2 separate regions of the Mus musculus genome follow, and region 2 is linked to region 1. A link is a contact called in public HiChIP or PLAC-seq data. All regions are on one chromosome and are shown on one strand. Each heading gives the region's core, a stretch centred on a gene start, on an enhancer-like site or on the middle of the called end of the contact. The rest is flanking DNA. Distances are from core to core; before and after follow the strand shown. Region 1 has its middle 25 kb from the start of Emid1. Region 2 overlaps Gm11963 (predicted gene 11963).

What was found. HiChIP or PLAC-seq counts read pairs in DNA pulled down with a chosen protein or histone mark.
Region 2: an H3K27ac HiChIP or PLAC-seq map of double positive thymocytes shows a contact between it and region 1, with 4 times the contacts expected there. The contact joins two enhancer-like sites. A contact is called at or near these places in 2 of 39 promoter capture datasets (the 3T3-L1 cell line and hippocampal neurons), 1 of 15 datasets of contacts at CTCF or cohesin (the NIH/3T3 cell line), 1 of 484 Hi-C or Micro-C datasets (nephron progenitors) and 5 of 115 datasets of contacts at active chromatin or transcription factors (the 230-238 cell line, double positive thymocytes, embryonic stem cells and 2 more).

What each region holds. Positions count from the first base shown.
Region 1 is chr11:5,173,917-5,180,850 of GRCm38.p6, forward strand. No RefSeq gene overlaps it. Among named protein-coding and RNA genes, the nearest start is that of Emid1, 25 kb to the left of the region's middle. Within about 2 kb of position 4,900, at least 69 of the 459 cell types and tissues checked have an H3K27ac peak or open chromatin away from gene starts, as enhancers often do. A contact at or near this core is called in the 230-238 cell line and double positive thymocytes, where this site is marked.
Region 2 is chr11:5,501,039-5,508,575 of GRCm38.p6, forward strand. Gm11963 (predicted gene 11963) reads left to right here. Exons shown (of 3, transcript NR_166837.1): 2 at 1,515-1,659; 3 at 4,442-5,211. Among named protein-coding and RNA genes, the nearest start is that of Xbp1, 16 kb to the right of the region's middle. Within about 2 kb of position 5,348, at least 121 of the 459 cell types and tissues checked have an H3K27ac peak or open chromatin away from gene starts, as enhancers often do. A contact at or near this core is called in the 230-238 cell line and double positive thymocytes, where this site is marked.

The DNA of each region.
Region 1 (6,934 bases), core at 3,650-6,149:
GAGGCAGGTCAGCGAGGGGACAGCTGGGAAAGACAGCGGCAGAAGGGAATGGGTAAAACGTTGGGGTCTCACTCTGTACATCAGGCTGGTCTACAGAACCTCTAGAGATCTGCCTGCCTCTGCCTCCCGAGTGCTGGGATTGAAGGTGTGCACCCCCATTCCAGCTCCAAAGGGGATCTGACTTCCCCAGCCTTGGAGGGCAGCTGAACTCACATGCACATAACCCCAAACACATGCATCATCATTTTTTTTTTAAAAGAGAGGAAGCAAGGGCTGGTGATTCATGCCCGTGAGCCCAATACTCAGAAGGCAGAGACAGGAGGATTGCCGTGAGTGTGAGGCCAGCCTGCTGGAAGAACCATCTTGGGAGAGCTGGAGCCACAGAGAGGCCCTGACACCATTGTGACCGATTGGGCCTTGGGGCAGGGGAGGAGGAGGACAGAGAGCCACCTTCGCACGTGCCTGGGCCCTCTGACCACCTCTGCATGCCCTCTATAGAGAGGGTGGGAGGTAAATGGACTGGAAACAGGCAGCTTCCTGAGGGTGTGGGTATCCCCCAAATTACCTCTGAAAGTGGGGCGTCCAGAACAGGGACTAGGCCTCAATATAAGAAAGATATAATCAGGGCAAGGAGATTATATACAAGGGGTTGGAGTGGGGCCATGGCGACGGTCCTCGTAGCCGTTGAGGAGGTGTTTATGTACGGGCACCTGATAGGACCTCAGACACAGGCAGGCTATGCAGGGCTGGGAGTTTCTAATGAGGGCTGTTTGGCCACATGGGGGATCTAACTCAGGCCTTGCACGTGCTAGGTGAGGTCCCTACGAGGAGCTGTATCCCTCAACCTGATTGATTGTTACTATGAACGGGCCTGGGAGGGTCCCGTTGCTACAGAAGCACTGGGAAGCTGTCAACAGGAGGGGCTGTCAAGTCTGCAGGGCTCAGAAAGGCAAGGAGAGGGAGAAGCGATGTGGTGGATGTCCCTCTGCAGGAGATGGCGTCGACCGGGCCTTGGCAGTGGTAGGAATTCAGAGAGTGGTTGCAGCGAGCCTGTTAGGCTGGGATACACAATGCCCATCGAAAGGCCACATGCTGAGGTTGGTCTTCAGTTGGCAATGTCACCCAGAGGCAGTAAAACCTTGAGGGCATTGACTTAGGCAGTGGGCTAATCCATCGGTGGTTGTGTGATGCTGGTGTAAGGCCTTATGGCGAGGCAGTAGAGCTAGGAAGTAGGTCACGGTCAGCATGCCCTGGAGGGTATGCCTGGGCCTGGTTCCTCCCTCTCCTCATCTGCTTCCCGGCCAGTATGTGGGCAGCACTGATCTGCCACGTGCTGGCACCGTGATGTTTTGCCACAGCAGCCAGGGACTGAGACCGTCACTCTCCATCATTTTCCTCATGTGGCCACCACAGCATCACACCCTGGCTAACACCCTGTGTCTGTGGGCCAACTGGAGCCAAAGGACCAAAGAGGTGCCCGTTACACATGTCCAGCACCAGCCCCCATGAGGCATGAGCCATCTATCCTGGAAGCAGTGGTCGAGGTGGGGTGCTTGCTCAGGGTATATATGGATGCCTGTGACATGAAGGTGGGCCATCTCTAGCTGTGACAGCAGTGGCAGTCTTTCTGGAGTGTAACCAAGATGTGCAGTCACTTGGACCTGTTATTCAGGAACTCATGTGATCAGAAAGACTCTTTCAGACCTGGTGTACAAATGTGGTCCTCCTCCGAGTCCCAGTGTGTCCTCTGAAAGGCCTGAGGCCTTCACAGCAGGAGCAGGCTCCACCTGGCATCCTTGAAGGAGCTGGGTGCATAGGCAGCTCCCAGTGCCAAAGGCCCTTGACTGACATAACCAAAGATGTGACAGCTGAGGTGGTGTCCAGCGAGAGACTCCAGGGATGCTTAAATCTATACTATGAATTCTCTCAGGAGTGACAGAGTTTCAAAGACTAAGAAACAGCAGACCAACATAGCTGCTGGTTCTGGGAAAGCCAGAGTCTACCCTGAGCCTAGAACCTTTGACATCACTCAGTGACAGATCCCAACCACGGTATTAGACAACTGTGGCCACAGATCCACACAGAGCACTCATGGCTTCCCATGGCCTTCCAGGGCTGAATCACATGGGAGTCAGGGCCAGCGCCCATGGGGAGCCCTCCAGCCACCTGTCACTGTGTTCAGAAACCCATACTTTCTGGGTTTTTGTGGTTTCTTGTTGTGGTTTGTGTGTCTGTCTGTCTGTCTGTCTGTCTGTCTGTATATCTGTCTGTCTTTCTGTCTCTGTCTCTGTGTGTCTGTGTGTGTCTTGTGTGTCTATGTTTCTGTATGTGTCTGTCTTTCTGACTTACTCTCTATGTGTCTGTCGTGTGTCTGTGTATATTGTGTATCTGTGTGTCTGTCTGTGTGTATCTGTCTATCTCTTTCTGTCTCTGTATGTCTGTGTGTCTGTCTCTGCCTGTCTGTCTGTCTGTCTGTGTAGGCCAGTGGTTGAAGTCAAGTGTCTCCCTTACCCACTCTGCACCTTAGTTTTTGAGCAGGGTCTCTCACTGAACTCAGAGGTACTGATTTGGCTAAGCTGGCTGGCCAGTGTTGTCCCAGCACTTAGACTGCAGGTACACGCCACCACACCTGGCTTTTTAACCTGGATGCTGGAGATCTGAACTCGGGTCCTCATGCTGTGTGGACCTAGGCACACACCCACTGAGTCGATTCTGTAGACTTGTATGCTGTTTTGTTGAGAAACAGAGCAGAATTCACCTCACAGGTCCCCGAGACCAGAAGGGCATAACTCAGTCCTGCCTCAAGTGAGGGGGTAGCTGTGACAGGCCGTCATGAGAACATGCTTTCAGTCTGAGGAGAAGGCAGCTCCACCTGGCACTCTGATGTCACCAGCTTCTTTTGTTCAAACAGCTGGGCTGTTTTGTCGGCCATACTTTCTGGGCAGTGCCTAAGACCAGCTGAGGTACGTTACTGCAGAGTTTTCAATGGCCGGGGCTTAAAATCTGGCTGCTGAGTCAAACTGGTGACAAAGACAGCAATTCCACTAGGAAATTCCACTGAGGCTGGAGGCCCGTGAGTTTACACTGGAATAGGCCTGGGACTCTTCGATGGTAGAGCACCCCAAGGCCCCAGGCTCAGGCTGAGCGCTGCAGAGTCTCTGAGTCTCTGAGTGTGCAGACTTCTAAGCACAGCATACTGGAGGCTGAGATAGAAGGTGGAGAGTTTGAGGCTACCTCACAAACAAACAAACAAACAAACAAACACGTGCTAGGGTAGAGCTCTTGCCTTGGCCCTGGCATGATCTCTAGTGTGGTTTAAAAAAAAAAAAACAACCCTAAAGAAGAGATTCTGGCTGCCAGCAGAGGCAGGAAGCAGGATGTGCGCATCACAGCCGCTTACCACAGCCTGAGGCAGGAAGGAAAGACTGACATAAAAACCCTTTGATCGTGGTCTCTTGATCTCTGAAAGGTTCATCTCATCACGGCTGAGAAAGGATGGGCGTCTATAACTTCTGTGTCGCCTAAGACTCACTGGATCCTCTAGAATATTCCCAACCGAGCCAATGGCCAACGCCCTGGGTAGGCTTCTGGTGAACTGAGCTAGGTGCCAGGTCAGGCGGGAGTCCTCCGCGCTCAGTGGCCTACAGCTGGTACAAGGAGACAGGTAACTTCCAGAAGGCCAGCCTGGCCAGGGTACATGGCCTCAGGCTCCACAAAGCAGAGGCCATTGTCTGTCCCAGTATTCCTTGCCATCAACACTATCATATATCCTATCATATCAGTCATATGATGTTCAGTAAATATTTATAGGTAAAATGAACCATGTAGGAGCTGGGAGATGGTTAAGAGCACTGGCTGCTCTTCCAGAGGACCCAGGTTCAGTTCCCAGCACTTACAGGGCAGCTCACAACTGCCTATAACTCCAGTTCCAGGGGATCTGACACCCTCAAACAGATATACATACAGGCAAAACACCAGTGCACAAAGAAGTAAATAAATAAATCATTAAAAAGGTCTTGGAGGGAGAAGTCTGAAAGGGTATGCTGGTACCGGGGACTATATGCACGTATGGTGGGTATACACATGTTTGGTGTGCACACAAATATCTATGTAGTATGTGCTAGACATAGATGGGCAAAGTGTTTAGCCTCAGCAGCAGAGTCTCTGGACTCAGGACTGACTATAATTTGTGGGCACCACAGTGCAAAATGAAAATATAGAGTCTCTTCTTGGAAAAATAATGAAGACTCTCAGGAGGCCAACAGCCAGAGCCAAATCAGGAGCACAGGACCCTGCAAACGCCATATACCTGGGACGGCCAGCCCTATGAGCTGCAGCCCCAAGTCCTCGCTCCCTAAGAGCTCCCGGTCCATAGGTTTGCATCCCCCCCTGCCCCCACTTCCCAGTTCCCTCTTTTTTTTTTTTTTTTTCTTTTTTATCTAGACAGGGTTTCTCTGTATAGCCCTGGCTGTCCTGGAACTCAGAAATCCGGCTGCCTCTGCCTCCGAGTGCTGGGATTAAAGGCGTGCGCCACCACGCCCCGGCCAGTCCCCTTTTTTTCTTGTAAAGCTAGGTTCCTGCCTGGCTGGTCTCAGGGTTAGCGAGCATCCCTCTGTCCCTTGCTGGGGCACTCACTGTCTGCTACTTTGTGTTGTGGTTGGAACAATGAGAATTTCTTCCCTGGGGAGATGTAAATCCCTTCCTCCCTCCCTCCCTCCTTTCCTTTCCTCCCTCCCTCCCTCTTCTAAGAACGCAATATCAAACTAGAGTTTGGTTTCATCAAGGCTCACACATGACCAGAGCATGAGTGAAGGCTTGCCTACAGGAGTATGTGTGACTCTGTAGCAGCAGACTGGAAAGTTTTCACCCACCATGGATGGTGGCTCCCCCATAGCACAGGTGGAACCCCTTTTCTCACCCCCATCTTTCTAGTCTGGTTCTTTCTAGCAGCCTCTGTGGAGATGACACTGACCATGGAGGCAAAGCCACAGTTAAACTGACAGTTTAGGTCTGCAATGCCTCCCAAAGCCATGTGTGGAAGGCGTGGCTTCCCCGTTTGTTGCTATTGAGAGGTGGTGGTACCTTTAAAGGGTAGGTCCTCTTGGAAGGTCTTTATGTCATTTGGGGTGTGTCCTTGAAGGGGATTTGTTGCAAACCTGACCCCTTTTCTTCTCTTGCTGCCTGGCCAAAAGGTGAGCAGGTTTTTCCTTAACACAAGCTCTCACTGGGATGCACTGCACAGGCCCAGAGCAGAGCAGGGCTGACTGACCACAGGCCAAACTTCCAAATCTCCAAGCCCCACAAAGCCTTGATTCAATGTTTATCCTCAAATATTTGTTACAGAGACAAAAAACTGCCAAACATGGACGCTTAGGAACAAATTCCGCTCTCTGGGCTCAGTCCCAGGTAGAGAGAGAGAGAGAGAGAGAGAGAGAGAGAGAGAGAAGGCTGAGCCTTTGGTGACAGAATTTCATAGTCAGGGTGCATTTGATGACAGCTGGCCTTCTCAGTCCCTGGTTACACCCCAGAGAAGGCCTGACTGTGACTGCTGCCCCTCAGGGTTAAATGAAATCGTATACTTGTCCTGCTTAGCCAGAAACAGTCCCTCAGGTGTTAACAAACCATCAAGGCTGCAAGTCAGCCCTGCACTCTTGTGTTTGCGCCTCGAGGGTTGGTGTGGGAAGCTTTCTGGCGATAGGTCCCTAGAGCCTGATTCAATTTAAAAGACGCTGCCAGCATCCTTCCAGAGAGCATCCCGTGGCCTTGAAGCCTCCCTCAGCAGCTTTCCCGCTTGCTGCAGACCCACTGGTAGATCAAACGTCCCAAATGTGGAGAGTTCATTACTGACTTGGTGCCATCTGCTTGGGAGGACAGGGGAGCTTGCTGGAGCTCTTTTTTCCCCCCTCTCTTTTCTTGTTCTCCTTTCTCTTTCCAAAGACATAAACTTGGACTGCCAGCACATGGGGAGGAAGGATGGGGCTGGAGATGTTTATTTTGTAGTTTTCAAAGAAAAGGACTTTTGGTCTAGTAACTGAACATTCTGCTGGCTTTGGGGACAAGCTTTGTTTGTCTCAGCAGGTGTCTCTGGGGGTGACTTGGGGTGAGGCAGGACAGTGGCATAAGTAATGCAGGACCGCAAAATGGGTCCAGACCAGTAGCTTTGGAACACCTCCAGGTGACTTGTCCAAGCAGGGCACATATTCTCCTTGGTGCTCTGGAAACACACATGGCTGCTTTCTTCTGAATGACGGGGACACTTAGATTGCCCTTGCTTTCTTGTGCCTCCCATCCTTTTTAAAGATCAATGTCATTGTATTTTCAAAATGGCACATGTAGTTCATAAATGCAAACTACTTGAGCCACATATAAACACATCAAATAAAGTGGGAATGCTCCCGTGCTCCTCCTGCCCCTCCATTGGTGCTCCCCAATCCCCTTCCTCCTCATGCCCCTCCAGAGGTGCTCACTGACAGCCTAGCTGGGGCTTTAGTGCCTATACACACACAGTCATGCACGTGTGCACTCTTTAACTTGGGCAGCCTAACAAGGCCTTCTTTAAAGGGGCTGAGGGAGGCTCAGCAGGTAGGAGTAACTGCACTTGCTGAGCACCCTCCCATATTGGATGGCTTACAACCACCTCTAAGTCCACCTCCAGAAGATACATACACTTACATGCACATACCTGCCACCCCAGCACCCCACCACACACACACACACACACACACACACACACACACACAATAATAAATAAGACAATGGTGCTGGAGAGATGACGAATCAGTTGAGAGAGCACTGGCTGCACTCATAGAGGATTCAGGTCCTAGTACCCGCATGGTGGCTCACAACCACCTGTACCACCAGTTTCCAGGGACCTGACACCCTCTTCTGGCTGTGTGCATGCATTCAGTGTACAAAAACGCACAAAGTCTCTCTC
Region 2 (7,537 bases), core at 4,098-6,597, 330 kb after region 1:
GTGTGTAGCAGGTGGGTATCTCAGTGGTAGAGCATTTGCCTAGCACTCATAAGGCCTTGGGATAAATTCTCAGTACAGAAAAAAAAAAAGCCAGGTGTGGTTGCAGCTGTTTCCTTACTGCTGGGAGGAAAAGAGATCGCAGCCCACCCTCGCTGATACACGGCAACCCATCCTCGCTGAGAGATGGCAGCCCACCCTTGCTGCTGAGGGCACGACCACTGCAGAGGCAGCAGGGAGGGCTCTGAATGAGAGATGGGGCCACTGGGGGATTCTCACTGCCTCCTTCGCCTGGCTCATTTCTGTACAGAGCCCTTCTCGAGGTCTAAGGCTCCGAGTTGGGTTGTTCTAAACCCCTGCCCATGTGACCTCATGCTGAGGAAGCTAAGGCCACCTGTGAGCGGGCGACCCCACAGAGGTTGTTCCAGTTGTGGTCACCCTTTTCATTTGCTTGTTCACAAGCATCTGTAACCCCAATTTCAGGCAGTCAGACACGTTTTATGGCCCTTGGTGCACACGCATACATGCAGGCACACACACATATATAATAAATAATGTTTAAAAAAATAAAGAGGCAGGGTCAGGAGTTGGGGTATCTCATTTGCTGGTGCTGTTATAGTGCATGCAGACCAGGGTGGGGTGTTCTTTTGGTGGTAGAGCAAGCTTGTAATTTCAGTGCACAGGAGGTGGAGGCAGGAGAATCAGAAACTGAAGGTTATCTTCAGTACTTCAAGGTCAGCTGGGGTTACATGAGACTATTTCAAAAGGCAGGGGGAAGAAGATAGCTTAGTCAATAGAATGTTTGCCATTCAAGCACCTATGAAAAAAAGCTGGGTGTGCTGGCACAAACTTGTGATCCCAGGGCTGGGGAGGCAGAGACAGGCAGAACCCCAGGGCTCTCTGACTACCCAGCCTGGTCCAATTGCCAAGCTCTGGGTCCCAGTGAGAGATCTTATCTTAAAAAGCAGGGGTAGGGATGTCCTGGAGAGATGGCTCAGGGGTTAAGGGCACTAGTTGCTCTTTCAGAGGACCTAGTTTGATTCCCAGCACCTACATGGCAGCTCACAACTGTCTGTATTTCTGGACCCGGGGATACTGCATGTACATGGTACACAGATATACATATAGGCAAAATGTCAATGTATATAAAAATAAATGAATGAATAAATTTCTTTTTGAAAGACTTGGCTGTGGAATGTTCTGTTAGCCTTCTGGGAGGTGCTGCTTTTCTTGGACAGATCTCTGGAGGAGCAGAGGTAAGGCTGAAGAGGAGATGGCCTGCCTTGGGAGTACCAGGCCCCCGATTCTGTCTTTGACCTCTGGCCAAGGACTAGAGAGAAAGAGGCAACCAGATATTGAAAGAGGGAGGGAAGGCTGGACTTGCTGGAAGACAGAGGAGGATGGATGCCTGTTGGCAGTGCGTGAGTCGCTGTTGGTAACAACAGTAATTAGCATTATTCCATGCTTTCTCGGACACACTCTGGGCTAAAGCATTCTCTTATGCAATCTCATTTTAGAGACAAGGAAACAGGCTCTGAGAGATTAAGCAACTCATCCCACTTGCTCAACCAGCATATGTGGGAGACCTGACAACCCGCCCTGTGTGGCCGTTTCACAAGCCAACGCCCAGCCACAGGGGACGACTGTTCCTGGGACTGGAAGGTGAGTGGTTTCTCTCCCAGTGCCCTGTGAAGTAAATGCAATTCTTCCTCCTCCTGAAGCTCTTCTCTCTCCTCCTATCTCCTTTATTCACCAAACCAGAGTTTGTTACTGTTGTTGTTGTTTTCAAAGGTTAGAGTGTCCCTAGAACATTCTCAGGAAGTCTAGACCCTGACATCACGCAAACCTACCTCCTCTTTGTCTTTGAAGGTGACCTTGGTGACTCAAGTTTAGTTGTTCACATAAATACTATTTTTTTGGAACCAATCTCAAAACACCCCGCCAGGTGCATATACTACCAAGGCCATCAGAACCAACACCGAGACCAGAGACCACTGGTGACTCATGCCTATGTTTAACACTCCGAGACGCTGTTTCAAAAACTTAAACAACTGCCAAGGGTGCCAGGCTGCACATACCTTCAACTCTAGACCCTTAGGAGGCAAAGGCAGGGGGACCTCTGAGAGTTTGAGGCCAATCTGTCTGCATAGTGAGTTCTATGACAGCCAGAGCTACACAGTGAGACCTTCTCTCAAATAAAATAAGATAAAATAAAATAACAATATGTAAAAAGTTATTATTCTGCCAGGCAGTGGTGGTGCATGCCTTTAATCCCAGAACTCAGGAGGCAGAGGCAGGTAGATATGAGTTTGGGGCCACCCTAGTCAACAGAGTGAGTTCCAGGACAGCTAGGGCTGCATAAGAGAAATCCTGTCTCAAAACAAACAAACAAGCAAACAAAAATACTATTTCCTCTTTTTATTTTTTTTTTTTGGTTTTTTGAGACAGGGTTTCTCAGTGTAGCCCTGGCTGTCCTGGAACTCACTTTGTAGACCAGGCTGGCCTCGAACTCAGAAATCCATCTGCCTCTGCCTCCCAAGTGCTGGGACTAAAGGTGTGCGCCACCAGCCCGGCTTATTTCCTCTTTTTAATGTGTTTGAATGAGTCTCCTTCCAATTTCCCTCCCTCCCTTCCAGTTCCTCCTCTGTCCACTGGAATGGTGTGAATGAGAATGGCCCCATAGGTTCATGTATTTGAATGTTTGGTTTCCAGTTGGTGGAACTGTTTAGGAAGGATGAGAAGGTTTAGACTTGTGGAGGAAGGGTGTCCCTGGGGACAGGCTTTGAAATTTTAACAGCCTTGTGAGATTCCAAGTCGCACCCCCCCCCCGCCCCGCCCCTGCCTCATGGTTGTGGATCAAGATGTGAGCCCTCAACTACTGCTTCAGAGTCACACCAGTGAAGTCTGGTGTAATTCTGATAGGCCTGCCTTTATATGTTACTTGACCTTTTCCCTTACTGCTTTTAATATTCTATCTTTATTTAGTGCATTTGTTTTTCTGATTATTATGTGTCAGGAGGAATTTCTTTTCTGGTCCAGTCTATTTGGAGTTCTGTAGGCTTCTTGTATGTTCATGGGCATATCTTTCCTTGGGTATGGGAAGTTTTCTTCTATAATTTTGTTGAAGATATTTACATGTCCTTCATTGAAAATCTTCATTTTCATCTACTCCTATTATCTGTAGTTTTGGTTTTCTCATTGTGTCCTGGATTTCCTGGATGTTTTGGGTTAGGAGCTTTTTGCATTTTGCATTTTCTTTGATTGTTGTGTCCATGTTCCCTATGGAATCTTCTGCACCTGAGTTTCCCTTTTCCATCTCTTTTATTATGTTGCTGATTGGTTCCTGATTTCTTTCATCTCCAGAGTTGACTCCCTTTGGGTTTTCTTCATTGTTTCTACTTCCATTTTTAGATCTTGGATGGTTTCGTTCAATTCTATCACCTGTTTGGTTGTGCTTTCTTGTAATTCTTTAAGGGATTTTTGTGTTTCTTCTACCTGTTTAGCAGTGTTTGCTTGTAATTCCTTGAGGGATTTTTGTGTTTCCTCTTTAAGGGCTTCTACCTGTTTAGCAGTGTTCTCCTGTATTTCTGTAAGTGAGATGTATGTATGTATGTATGTATGTATGTATGTATGTATATATGTATGTGTCTCTGTGTGTATATATATGTGTATTTGTGTGAGTGTATGTGTATATGTGTGTGTTTGTTTATATGTGTATTTGTGTATATGTCTGTGTGTTTGTATGTGTATATGTGTGTGTGTGTGAGTGTGTGTATATGCATATGTGTCTGTCTGTGTGTATTTGTGTCTCTGTGTATATGTGTGTATATGTATATGTGTTTGTATATGTGTGTCTGTGAGTACGTGTATGTGTGTGTGTGTTTGTGTGTCTGTGAGTGTGAGTGTCTGTGTATGCACACACCATGCAGACTTCATAGGATCACTAACTTGCTGAGGTTGGTTCTGTCCTCCCATATCCATGTGGGTCTTTGTTGTGGAATTGAAATCCTAAGCCTCCTCAGAGTTCGCGCTCACACCCTCCCACCCCACCCCCACCCCCGCTCTGCTGTTAGACAGCTTCTTTCCATTCCAGCCCTCACAGCTTGTGTGTGTGTGTGTGTGTGTGTGTGTGTGGTCAAATAAAAGGATTAAAAGTGAAATCAGATGTATTCATCCCCTTTGTATCTTTTCTACAGGTGTGTATACGCTTTGTCCTCTCAAAGGTCAGGAGAGGGCATTAGATCCCTTGATTGTGAAGTTACGGGTGGGATGGCTGTGACCCACCATTCGGTGTAGGAATCCAATCTGTGTTCTCTGCAAGAGCAACGAGTGCTCTTAACCACTGCACTGCCTCTCTAGACCTTTTTGGGTAAAATTTAAATCATATCAAAATAAAAGATTTCAGAAATTTCAGTGCCAATGGAGTGATTTCTTTTCTCCTCAGTGATGAAGAGGAGCCATGATGGTTAAACTTCTTTAAAAGAAAGAAGACAAACTGGCTTTCCTTGATGCCTTTGAACCTGAGTCCAGAAGACTTAGGGACAATGGATAGCTAAAATTTATTTATATCTGAAGTTGGGTGGCAGGGTGCACTCCAGAGGCAGAGGCAGAGGCAGGGGGATCTATCTCCGAGTCTGAGGTCAGCCTGGTCTACAGATCGAGTTCCAAGACAGCCAGGGCTACAAAGAAAAATCCTGCCTCAAAAAATGGAAAAAACAAAACAAAACAAACAAAATACATTAAAACAAACAAACAAACAAACAAACTGGATTTATTCTCTGCCGCGGCTGGGAGTGGACACCTTTGTTCAGCAAAATGAACCTTTTCCTGATTGTGCACTTCCAGGCCCTGGGCAAGCCGACTCTAGCACTCTGCAAAACCCCACCTCCCAAAGGAGGGTTGAACTTCTTGGAACCCTTAAAAACTACCAGTGAACTTCAGGAAGTAACCCACGCAACTCTTTCCCAGAAGAGGTCAATGGTCACAGAATCGTAAGAAACACCACTCTGACCCCGGGACTTCCTGCCTCCACACTCGGAACATCTCAAAGTTCAAACTGCTCAGGAACTGACATCCGGCTGACAGACGGGGAGTGTCGCTCAGTGGTAGAGTGCTTTCCTACATCGGGAGAGGCCCTGGCTCCTATCTCCAACTCTGTAAAGAAAAGATTAATACTATGAAACGAAAATAAACCAGGCTTTAAAGAAAACAAAAGCATGAGAAGAAGAAATCGCTTTCCCTGGGGTCTGGTTCCGTCGTCGTCCCCACCCCCGCCCCGCCCCCATGACTGAGTCAAAAGATTTCAATGCAACTGGTCAAACCAAGAGTGCCTGCAGAGATCTTGCATGTTTTCCTAAAGCCATCAGACAAGAGTACAACAAAGAATGGGCAGATGTGCTTACTCAGGACCAGAACACCTCTGACCGATTAGCATTCCTCTCTTAACCCCGCCCCCCCACCCCCCCCATGTAAACAGTTTCACCTCATAAAACCAGGTTTTTTGTTTTTTTTAAAAAATATTTGGTTAAGGGGGCTGGTGAGATGGCTCAGTGGGTAAGAGCACCCGACTGCTCTTCCAAAGGTCCGGAGTTCAAATCCCAGCAACCACATGGTGGCTCACAACCATCCATAACAAGATCTGATGCCCTCTTCCGGAGTGTCTGAAGACAGCTACAGTGTACTTACATATAATAAATAAATAAATAAATCTTTAAAAAAAAAATATTTGGTTAAAAAACAAATAAAACAAACAAACAAACAAACAAAAAAAGCAGACCAAAATCCAAAAAACTCTTGGGCTATCAAGATGGCTCAGTGACTAAAATTACCTGTCACCAAGCCTGATCCATCCTCAGGTTGACCTTTAACCTCCACACTCACACCTGCCATATGTACAGAAACATGCTCTCCAGCACACGCACACGTGCGCGCACACACACAACTAATAAACAAATAAATGCGATGCATTTTTAGAAGAACATTCTCAAAGACACGATAAACCCCAGGCTAATACATTTTACTAATTTTTTTTTTTTCTGAGACAGGGTTTCACTATGCGGCCCTAGCTGTCCTTAACTCACTCTGTAGACCAGGCTAGCTTTGAACTCAGAAATCTGCCAGCCTCTGCCTCTCCAGTACTGGGACTAAAGGTGTGTGCCACCACCCCCTGGCTTTACTTATCTTTTAAATCTTATTTAATTTCAAGCTTTTCTTACTTTTTCAACCTTGTAAATTACACCATTTAAAAAATATAGCATAGAAAACTACAGGGTTGTATCTGTAGCTTATACACGGTTGTATCTGTAGCCTCTGTAAACACAGCTTAGTCTGTTTCTCCCCTGGCACTTTTTGCAAGATTAACATTCAAATTTTATTTCACAAGAGAAATGAATTTTATATAAGAATTTGTTCTTCATCCTCAGCTGGATCATTTAAGAAAGCTTGGGTATTTTACTCCTTTCTCCCTCCCTCCCCCAAAGGGTCTTGCTATGTAATTTAGGCTAGCCTCAACTTGAGACTATCCTCCTGCTTCAGACTCCTAAGTGCTAGGATTACATCTACCCATCTTTTTTTTTTTTTTTTTTTTTTGAAGATAAAGTGATTTTATTTGAATTTTTGACGACTATATCTTGTTGTATAAAGGGAAGAGTGAAAGATAAGAATTGACCATTTCAAGGCACATTACAACACTCAGTCATTTTAATTTAATTATTGTTTTGAATATTAACATGGTTGCCTCTACACTAAATGAAGGACTTAATAAAAGATTGTAATAGGAAGAAAGTTTTGCTATAAATGTTGTTCCTTGGTATCCCCTAGAATCTTAAGCAGGTAAATTTTGTACACATGGATTCGTCCTATCCTCTTAACTACAATGTTATTTTGTTTTTATTAGCAGCTGCATAGATAATTATTGGCAGTTCCCTTCCTTGCAAAGTTGTACAATATTTATTAATTCTACAGACCTTGCTAGTCTTCTCTAAAATGAAAGACAACTGTCTGGTAAAACAAGAAAGGTCCCTCAAGCTTCAAATCTGTTCGACATGACATTTCTTAGGAATGTATGCTAGGGACATATTTAAGGATAATTTAAGAGTTTCATTTAAAAACTACGAATTTAGAGTCTATTTCTAAACACATTATGAGGCCCAGTAATTCACAACTGAATAGTGGAAGAATATAATTTGTACAAAATAACTTGTAAATTTAGAACAAAATTTTACGTCTTTGATTTTAAAATACAGCAGTTAACTTTCCCTCAACTTCTATTATTTTCTTTTTTTTTATTTTTTTTACGTATTTTCCTCAATTACATTTCCAATGCTATCCCAAAAGTCCCCCACACCCTCCCCCCACCTACCCATCTTTTATTTAAGAGTGAATTTGGGGGCCAGTGAGATGACTCAGGGTAAGGCACTTGCTCCACGCCTGATCCGAGTTTGGTCCTTGGGACCCTCTATGGAATGGAAGAGCTGATGACCACAAGTTCTCTTGTGACCTCCACAGGAGTGCAAAGGTATAGCCACGTGCACACTGTATG